Linked DNA regions of Rattus norvegicus: region 1 is linked to region 2. A link is a contact called in public Hi-C data. All regions are on one chromosome and are shown on one strand. The core of a region is the stretch at or near the end of the contact, and the rest is flanking DNA. Distances in the headings are between cores, read along the strand shown. Region 1 holds the start of Robo2 (roundabout guidance receptor 2). Region 2 has its middle 570 kb from the start of Robo2.

Evidence for each region. A called contact is a pair of places that touch in the nucleus more often than the background predicts.
Region 1: a Hi-C map of the A7r5 cell line shows a contact between it and region 2, with 6 times the contacts expected there. The contact joins the promoter of Robo2 here to the enhancer-like site in region 2. A contact is called at or near these places in 2 of 12 Hi-C or Micro-C datasets (the A7r5 cell line and the Rat2 cell line).

What each region holds. Positions count from the first base shown.
Region 1 is chr11:26,524,371-26,528,932 of GRCr8, forward strand. It overlaps Robo2 (roundabout guidance receptor 2), which reads right to left and starts at 2,042. Exons shown (of 28, transcript NM_032106.4): 1 at 1,112-2,042. The coding sequence starts at 1,172.
Region 2 is chr11:25,951,319-25,955,940 of GRCr8, forward strand. No RefSeq gene overlaps it. Among named protein-coding and RNA genes, the nearest start is that of Robo2, 570 kb to the right of the region's middle. Within about 2 kb of position 3,198, at least 3 of the 93 cell types and tissues checked have an H3K27ac peak or open chromatin away from gene starts, as enhancers often do. A contact at or near this core is called in the A7r5 cell line, where this site is marked.

The sequences.
Region 1 (4,562 bases), core at 792-3,291, 570 kb after region 2:
AGTCTGGTCCTCAGGGTCTGTACAGCAGCTGCCAGAACCACAGTTGTCTCAAACAGACGGGCAATAATAGGCAATGTCCCAGGTAATGAATTCAAAGGAAAGTTTATGTAGCAACATGTTATCTTGATGTCTTAAATATTTGGATTAATATTCCTCAGATTCTTTATAAGCATTAAAAATGAACACTACTGCCATGCTCGGGGTATGGTGGCTCAATCCACTCTTCATAAACACTTGCCATTGATACTTAAAAAAAATAAAATCAATGTCCCTAGAAAGCTAACACCAATATGGTTTACTTTCAAAGAAGAAACACATAGTTTATTTACAATTATTAATACTTCTCATTCAAACAGCTACGAAAAAAAAAAGGGATTGGGTAATGATCTCACAAGAGCCTGATATATACAGTGAGAATATCCCAGGAAACTAACTCTGAACAAAAGACAGGAAAACCAGAGGTTGAAAACTGTCTGCTTGACAGAGTGGCACAGCCTAGCGGGAGATACCTACAGCACCTGTTCCGAGTCTCTATTGTGTTTGCCCACTGGGGACCCAGCTGAGGGCTCCCAGCTTGTAACCAGCCCAGAGAGTGGGTACTGCCTCCTTCCTGGAGCCTCGCCCAGTCTCACTTGTGATAGTTTTCTGTGATCTAAGTCCTTCATTCTGATTGCGTGCTGGGATAGCCTTCGCTGACACACAGGTGACAGACTTTGAACATCGAGATACCCAGTATCAAATCCCACTCACTGAATGCATCTTCCAGTATCAGCTACTATAGTCCTTTAGTTGAATGCCTAAGACAAAGTTTAGATACCAGAACAAATACCAAAGAGAGAATAGCCACAACCATCCTGGGTTCGTCCTTGACATTGTTTTTTAATAGTTACTCTTCTAAGCCGAGAGCCAGTCACTTATTGTAAAACTCAATTAATTAATCACAACAACAATAGGTGGATATTTCCTGTTCCACCAGCAGCAGGTTAGAAACAAAAGACTAGAACCTCTGCCCCTGAAGAGCTTGCGCATGGCCAACACACACTACCAACTACACTGTCATTTTCTTTAGAAGCCACAACAATCTCGGAAAGAAAGGGGTGTTTTAACTCACCGTCAGTCCGAATGCAGAGAAATCCAAAGAGCAATAGTAGTGTAAACATCAGAGGAGTCATTTTGACATATGAAAAAGGATCCAGGTTGTTTAAGAAACCAATCCCAGAGAGCAGAAGTACAAAAATAAGTATCAAAAAAGGAGGTAGGTCCGAAGTTTAGACTTTCCTAGAGATAAATTTAAGAGCAAAATGGTAACATCGGAAGCTTTTGGTGAAGAGGTCTGACGCGGGACACGTTAGGTGCCATCCGAATGAACCCAGGGGACTCCAGAGCCGCTGTACTTCCGCAGGCTGGCTTCCTAAATTCCCACAAATTCAGCCCAGCTGGCGGGACTATTCACGTGCGTCTAGCCCTGTCTCCTTAGACTCCATTGCATTCCAAACCCAACTTCTTTCTTCAGAAGTCAAGAAGATGATGGGGGACAAAAAAAAAAAGACCTAATTCCTAGAAAGTGTTCCACAAACTTGCCAACGCGCTGCGGAGCAACCATTGGCCTGCCCACCGAGTTTTCTCTCCCCTTGGTCTCCTCCGTAGCTGCAACACTTCGCGGAGTTTTGTTTTGTGTTGTTCTGTTTTCACTTAACTTCCATCCTAAGGATGTGTCAAAGCAGCACTTTGCGAGCCGGCCCTCTCCTCCGCAGCCTGGTCGCCTCCTTCCGAGTCTCTGGTTTCCAAAAGGAAGGAAAGGGGAAAAGCAGGACGGCTTGGGTGGAGAATGGGAACTCCTACGTGGTGAGGGAGCGAGGAGGAGGGCGAGGAGAAGAAGCAAGGGAAGAGGGAGGGGCTGAGCCGAGGCCGCGGCCACCCCGGAGGGGCCGCCCCGGAGAGATCTAGCGTCCAGCTGCTGTGGGCGAGCGCCGCCAGACCTAGGAGCTCCGGACCTGGGAGCCCTGAGGATGCTAGTGCGTGGTCCAGCCTCCAGGAGCAGTCCAGCCTCCAGCCCCTTTCCGGACAGTCACTGCTTCTGCGGCGGAGGCTGCGCTGCGTCCGCCTCCTCCAGCAGCTGCCGGGGGCTGGAAGGACTTGGAGGAGGGAAGGCGAGGAAGCAGGAGAGGAGGGGAGGAAAGAGCTGCTCCCAGTATATCCCCGGGAGGGGTTGGAGGATGGGGGCGGCCGGATCTCCACCTCCACCCGATCACCCTCCCGTGCAGGGGGCGATAGCCCGAACCGGGGTCCGCCGAGCAAGGGTAACCCGGCAAGCGATAAGTCTTAAGGGGGACGGAAATGAACCAATGTGGAGCCGCTTCGGGCTCGCTAGGACTGCGATTAGCCATCAACTCTTTCCCATTCTGGGAGCCTCCTGGGCGTCCCCCTCCCTCCTCCGGAGGGGTGAGGTGGGCTTCCAGCCTCCCGCTCTTCACGCGGCCCCGTTTAATGGGCAGGTAATTTTCTCGGTGAGTGATTTCATGGAAGCCCTTCCTAATTATTCATCGCTCCGTCTGCCGGAGCTGCACAAGAGCTTTTCTACAAAAAAAAGATGATCTTCCAGGACCCCGGGCACAGCCTCATTACCTGTTAAAAATCACACACACACACACACACACACACACACACACACACACACACACACACACACTTCACCTTTTACCAGAAGGAAGCTGGCCAACAGGGAGAGTAGGAGAGGGGTTGAAGTACCTATTGGAGCAGAAAGGTTTTGAGTACATATATCCTAGATGGTTGTAAGTGAACCCATCCACATACACACACACAGACACACACACAGACACAGACACACACAGACACACACACAGACACACACACACACACACACACACACACACACACACAACTGTGGGTGTAGGGGAGAGAGTATCTCTAACCTCTTCCGGCTTGTTTTAGCTAAGATCTATGGCTAACTACAGAATCCCCAAGAGAAAAGAGGGGGAAGGATTGGCATCCGGCTAATGTTGCTTGGATGCCTTCTGACCTCTCAACACTCACTGACCATAATTCGGGACCTTGTGATAAAAGAGTCCGGTAGAAGACTCTAGGAATGGAGGAGGTCGAGGATCAAAAGACTTGGAGGAAGTGGTTTTCTAGAGCCTTCGCTCGTTTTAGGACCTCTAAAAGGAAATTCGGAAAGTGGGCTCTGATTTAGGAGTGCTGATAACTCAACTAGGCTAACAGGAGCTCGAGCGGAATTTCAGTCCAAACACGATAAAAGGGAATACATTCCAAGCAAAAACTACGGAATGCGTGCTATTAGGACTGGAGATAGTTAAGGAAGGCCACTCTAAATCAGATACCTGCCACTGTCTAAGGTACCCTGACATGGCCATTGTGGCCGGACCCACGTGTGATCAAAAGCTTTGCTTGGTAGCTGTTTGATGATTATTCAGGTGATTATAAAAGCGCCTGACAGGGACTCACTCAGGTCCCTGAGCAAAGCTAGCCTCTGCTTGGCGAATCTTTAGTTCCCCCTACTGGAAAATATTAGGAAAGAAACTGTGTTTGAGGACACTGGAGGAGTCTTTTGTTTGCTGGGATGTGTTTTGGTGCCTCCACTGAACTTAGTTCTCCTTTGCTTATAATGAGAAATGGAATGTTTTCCCCCAAAATGGCCAACGACATTTAAGCAAGCAATTAGGAGCGTTCTCTTGGCATTCCAGAAGGCTCCTTGATGGTGGCAATAAAACTGTCGTCCGTCAAAGGACTGAACTAAGCCACACGTCTCATGAAGCATCAAGTCATTTTAAGATTTTTAAAGTACTCTCTTTAGCCATATGGCTAAAGAGTGTACGTCAAAACTGCTAAATTCTTCAAGTATTGACTCTGAATTAGCATCGTAAGGAAAAAGAAAAAATTGTTAACAAGAAACAAGTTTATGTGTTGTAATTCAGCACCACCTCAAGACAAGAGTTCTGGGTTTGGTAACGCCATGAAAGAGAAAACTCCAAAAATGTCCTGGATTAACATCTACTGCCTCTTCAGGTTGCCCTAAAATAGTTGGTGACTATTTAAAACTTGTGACTTGGACATTGTACTAGGTTTTAAGTCAATTTTTGAAAGAAAAAAAAAACTCTTTTTCTTCTACCCAAGAAATACCTCCTCTAATCTCAAACAAATTATATTGCTCTTGGATTCAAAACTTTTATCTTTCCAGCAAAAACAAGTTCCGTAATAATATTCTGCAAGAATTAGTCATCAAATAAGCTAATGAGACTTTTAATTTTAAAGGAGATCTGGGAAAAGAGACCCACACATTCTGTTCAGGAGTTTTCTTCTGGTTTTTAACTACTTTTCTATTGCAAGAGCATTTCTTTAAATGACCTATACAACCATTTGAAACTGTTCAGAATGAGTGTGTTTGGAGAATCAGAGAGAATGGATTGGAGAGTGCCCACCCAACAATTCCTCCTGTCTCCTAAGGTAAAAATTGCTGCATTTTATCTCACAGAAATGTATTCATATGTAGAGCATGAAAATGACTTCCACAGAGGAGTTTGAGT
Region 2 (4,622 bases), core at 1,948-4,447:
CATATAATATTAATTTCAAAAATAAATACATAAAATAATTAATAATTATAGAAACATTACAGAATTTAAACTAATTGCATCAAAAGTTTGTAACTGTATGGGGAAAAGTTGAAAATTTGACTATGCAAAACAATTATGATCCAAGTTGTTATCAAATTCAGAATATTTGTAACTTGTTATCATCTAGTGATAGACCCACAAATATCTCAGTATACTTAAAAAGGCTAATAAGATAAGCTATAGTAAATGTAATTTAATTGAAACAAATTAAATCGGTAAAAATATACCATTGTCTGCTTTTGAGCCTTTGAATTATTCTTGTACTAAGCACGTCCTGTAGCTCATCTGCTGAGATGCAAGCATCCCCTTTAGCCCAAATTACTTTCTTTCATTCTATTTCTTTCTCAGCATCACCCAATGGTGAGGACATTAATGAATAGAAAATATCTTGAAAATCACTCCAGTAGGACAAAATATTTTCCCAAAATAAAATTATTATTCATATTAATAATTTTAATTTCCTTGGGATAAATCAAACACATTCCTATGTTGTGGTAAAGTTATTACAGCAAAAACTTATTTTATATGACTTAAAATATCCTTGAGATATTTTTGTTTTGTATTGAGGATATCATTCTAAATAGAGAACAGTAGCTTTTAAACTTAAAACTAAGGAGAATATTGTTCTGATTATATAAAATGTTAAATAGAAATGGCAGTTCTGCATATCTCTCTGTCTCATTTAATAAAATGGATGTTATTTGTGGTTTTCTCTTAGAGTCTATAATTTCTTTTTCTCTTATTCTATCCTAATAAATCCCTACAACTGCATAGTGCTCCTCCTTCCAGAAGAAGCAAGTCAAAATAGTCATGAAGTATAGACATGAGGAAAAGGTTGAATAATCTTTAATCTTCCTTTTATTTTCTTCTCAGCAGAACTCTGGCTCATGTCATGTTGGCCTAGAAGTAGAGAAAGATAGACAAGAAGGAGACAGGGAAAAGTGTAACTTCCAAAGCTATCCAGAATTGGTCTACACCTTATGTATGAAGCCATGTTGGAACAGTTTGCCCAGTATAAATTATCAATGCATTAAATACTGCAGAAGGTGTGGACATCTTGATACACCTAGCACTCAACAGCAGCGCCACAGCAGTGGTGAGTTTTCAACCAGTAAACTTTTATGGGGGCAGCTCATATTTAAACCACAACAATGACTTAAGACCTGTACTAGAAGTCCATAAAAGAGCAAATTTCTTATAGACCCTGAAGTATCCTGCCAAAATTCATGTCCTCTTTTTCCTTGATAATCACTGTGTTCAATCATTGCTACCCACGTGCACGTGACTTGGGCAAACAATGGCTGTCAGCTGATTGATCTTTGGAACTAAATTTCCTAAGTCTAGCAGAATACTTGGTCACCTAGCAGGCTACTTTAATAACCACAGGTTAGCCCACTAAGCATATGAGTTCTTCACTTGTGAATGGAAGCAGAATATTTTTTATTGGCTTTTGAATATCCCACTTTATCTGCATTCTGAGGAAAGGGACACATTGAAAGTTGTTTGCTGTGTGTGAAAATGCTTCATTTTGTAAGTATGAAAGGGTGCTAGTCAGCTACTTATTCTGAAAGAAACAGCAGTTAGAAAAATTAAATTGCAAACTATGAAGTTATGCTGAACCACAGCCTTCATAGAAGAAAACTAGCATGCATTTTCCTACTCTGATTCCACTATGCACCTGAATGTAACACTCCAGTGACTTCTCCCTGCAAGTCTTGATGTTGAGGAAAAAGTATTTGTTCACGTTAAATGTCTGTTTATAGATAGAAAAATTTTAATCAAAACTGAGCAGTTGGTGCAAATCAATAGAAAATATGAATTTTAAATACACCATCTAGCATTTTAAGAGTTAGAATTTATTTAATTACCATTTGATATTTATGCTGAATAACATTTGCCATCAAGAAGGTTTTCAAAAGAGAAATGATAAAAACAGAAACAGTGAAGATATCTCATAAGGAGAATATATTAATTATATGCTTTTATATAATGTATTAAATAATGAATATATGTATTAAATAATGTAAAACTATTCCTCTCTAAAATTCCAAACTAAAATTATACCCAGCAGCAGTGTACATATGTTGGTTATCAAGATGCTAAATTTGAAGTGCTAAATGATAGATACGTAAGATACAGACAGAAACTAAGTGGAGATGAATTAAGGGATATGTGTCTTTGAATGTCGACTTCCTTTTTACATTTAATAAAGTAACTCTCTTGGACATGCCAAACATTATAGATTTCAAGGATGTAGCATGACCCCTGCAACATATTTTCTTCTGCTTGAAGAGACAGTTGAGGAGATCCTTCCTTTACACACACAGAATCAGTTCAGGGAGAATCCGCATGAATGCCTTGTTCCAAAAGAGTTCACATATGCCTATCAGTCAAGAAGGAAACCAGAGAACTAGATTGGAATGGGGATAAATAATTCTGCTTAGTTACACAAATATCGGTTTATTGATAGCCAAACAACATCCTTAAAAGTAGGAAGTTTGGATTTTCTGTGTGTGGGATGTTAGAGATGGAGCTTACGCCTTTGTATAAGTGAAACAAGCATTCTACCACTGAGCTATTCCCAAGCTCACTAACCTAAAATAAATACCTAAAATGGAATCGTGATAATCTTTACCTGAGATTTTGGTTTTGCTGGGATCGGGGTGGGGAACGGCAATTTGGTGGAGAATTCTCTTTACACTATCGACTTTTCTTGTTCATTGGACTAATGTCTCCATGAGTGGAAAGAATCATACACTGGAAGCAAAACAACAATCCCTGCTAGCAAAGGAGGTGACTCGTTTTTGATTCCTCATGATGTTGCCCCTAAGGAATGCTGGGAAAATGCAGAAACTCTGCTAGTAAACATAATCCATGATGGGTCTTAATTCTCCCTGCTTCTTAATAAGGTGATTGAGAAACGGAGTCTTCTAATGAGACTTCCCAAGGACAGGAAAAGGGATTGAATGCTCAAAATAAGCTCTAAGGGGTATTGAGAATATGACAGGGAGAGAAGCTGTGGTGAGAGAGAAGCTGTGGTGAGAGAGAAGGGATTCCCTCAGCTCTACAGATGCCGTCTGTAGGCCACTGCAGCTTAATATGGAAAAGGCACGTGATTGTGTAAAAGGCTCAGATGGTTAGGTCTCACCAATTCTTTTGTAAATTGTAACCACTTAGTCATGAGCTCTCTCCCTGATGCTGACCATGGGGCTTTGCTGTCCCTAATTTTATTGCACCACTCCTGCAGGAGAAAATGAAAGCAAGAAAAGCCTGTGTATTACTTTTAAGGCTTACTTGAACAAGCATGGTATTTTTCTCCTTCAAAATGGTGTTCTAAATACATTCTGAACTGGGCCTGACACTTAGACAGTCCTTAGAAGACCGCCAGACCTATTATAAAGGAATCTTGCTTTATCATAAGGAGATTTCTTTTTCTTTTTCTTTTTCTTTTTTTTCTTTTGCCAGAGGGAAGCAGTTTGGCCACTTAGCATCAAAGCTGACTTCCTTACACTCCACTAGTTCTAATTCTTAGTATATTGTAGCCTTTGGCAAAATAGCTTTGGCAAGAAACAGGGAAAGGAAATGAAGAACAAAGTCATGAGAGGTAGGGAAAGCAGCCTTTTGAACTGTCATTTATATTTTCTTAGGCTAAAATTATAACCTTTATCTATCTCTTCTCCCACGAGTTTCTATTCATCTAGTTAATGGCATGAAAAAGCTCATCACCATAAAACACTGCTTTCTTATTACATGGGTAAGTTTTTATTTTTTTTCTAGCTTCAGCACTCAACACATAAAGCAAGCAAGTTGACAAGTCAAGTTTTATTTGTTGTCCTAAGTAAGGCTGGACGGTATTTTCCCGGGATCTTGTCAGATCATTAACTTAGAGGATGAGGTGGGAGAGATGGCTTACTGTTAAAAATAATGTCATAGCAGTATTGATTCTTAGACCAGCCATGATAAAAAGAGTTAGCACAAGTTCTCACTTCTCATTAAACAGAATAGATAGAGGACTTGGCAGTGAACTTCGGCAAATAGACAGTTAGTCTGAACTGACTGGGTGCTTGCTGGCCTCTTTATTCTAGCCAGCACTGCATATTGGCCTTGATTTATCTGTTAGTTTTCCACCTTTAAAAATGTTGTTCAGCTGGAATATTCCACAATTTTAGTCAGATGATCTCAGTTAATAGGGCCAACCATCACAGCAAATAATATACAATGTAGTCGGGGTCTCCCTATTTAAATAACTCTGAATGTTATCAAGTCTAGCTAGCTCACTGCTGATAGTATTTTCTGAAAAGGCAAGTGCTGTTATTCAGGTGTACTTTTAAGAGGAAAAAAATATACTGTAAAGAAGAATTACCAAGAAGTGTAGAAAATAAGAGTTCCCGTTACAGGCAGTTTAATAAATTGCTTCAGCTCAGAAATGGGGACTACTTTACATCAACTGGAGAATTGTGGTTATTAAAATGATCTGTCAATAGAAACAAAGCTGTGTTGAGGTGATGAATCGCTTGCAGCTGCACCCTTGCTGTCTACTCAGGGATTTATAATGAGGATAG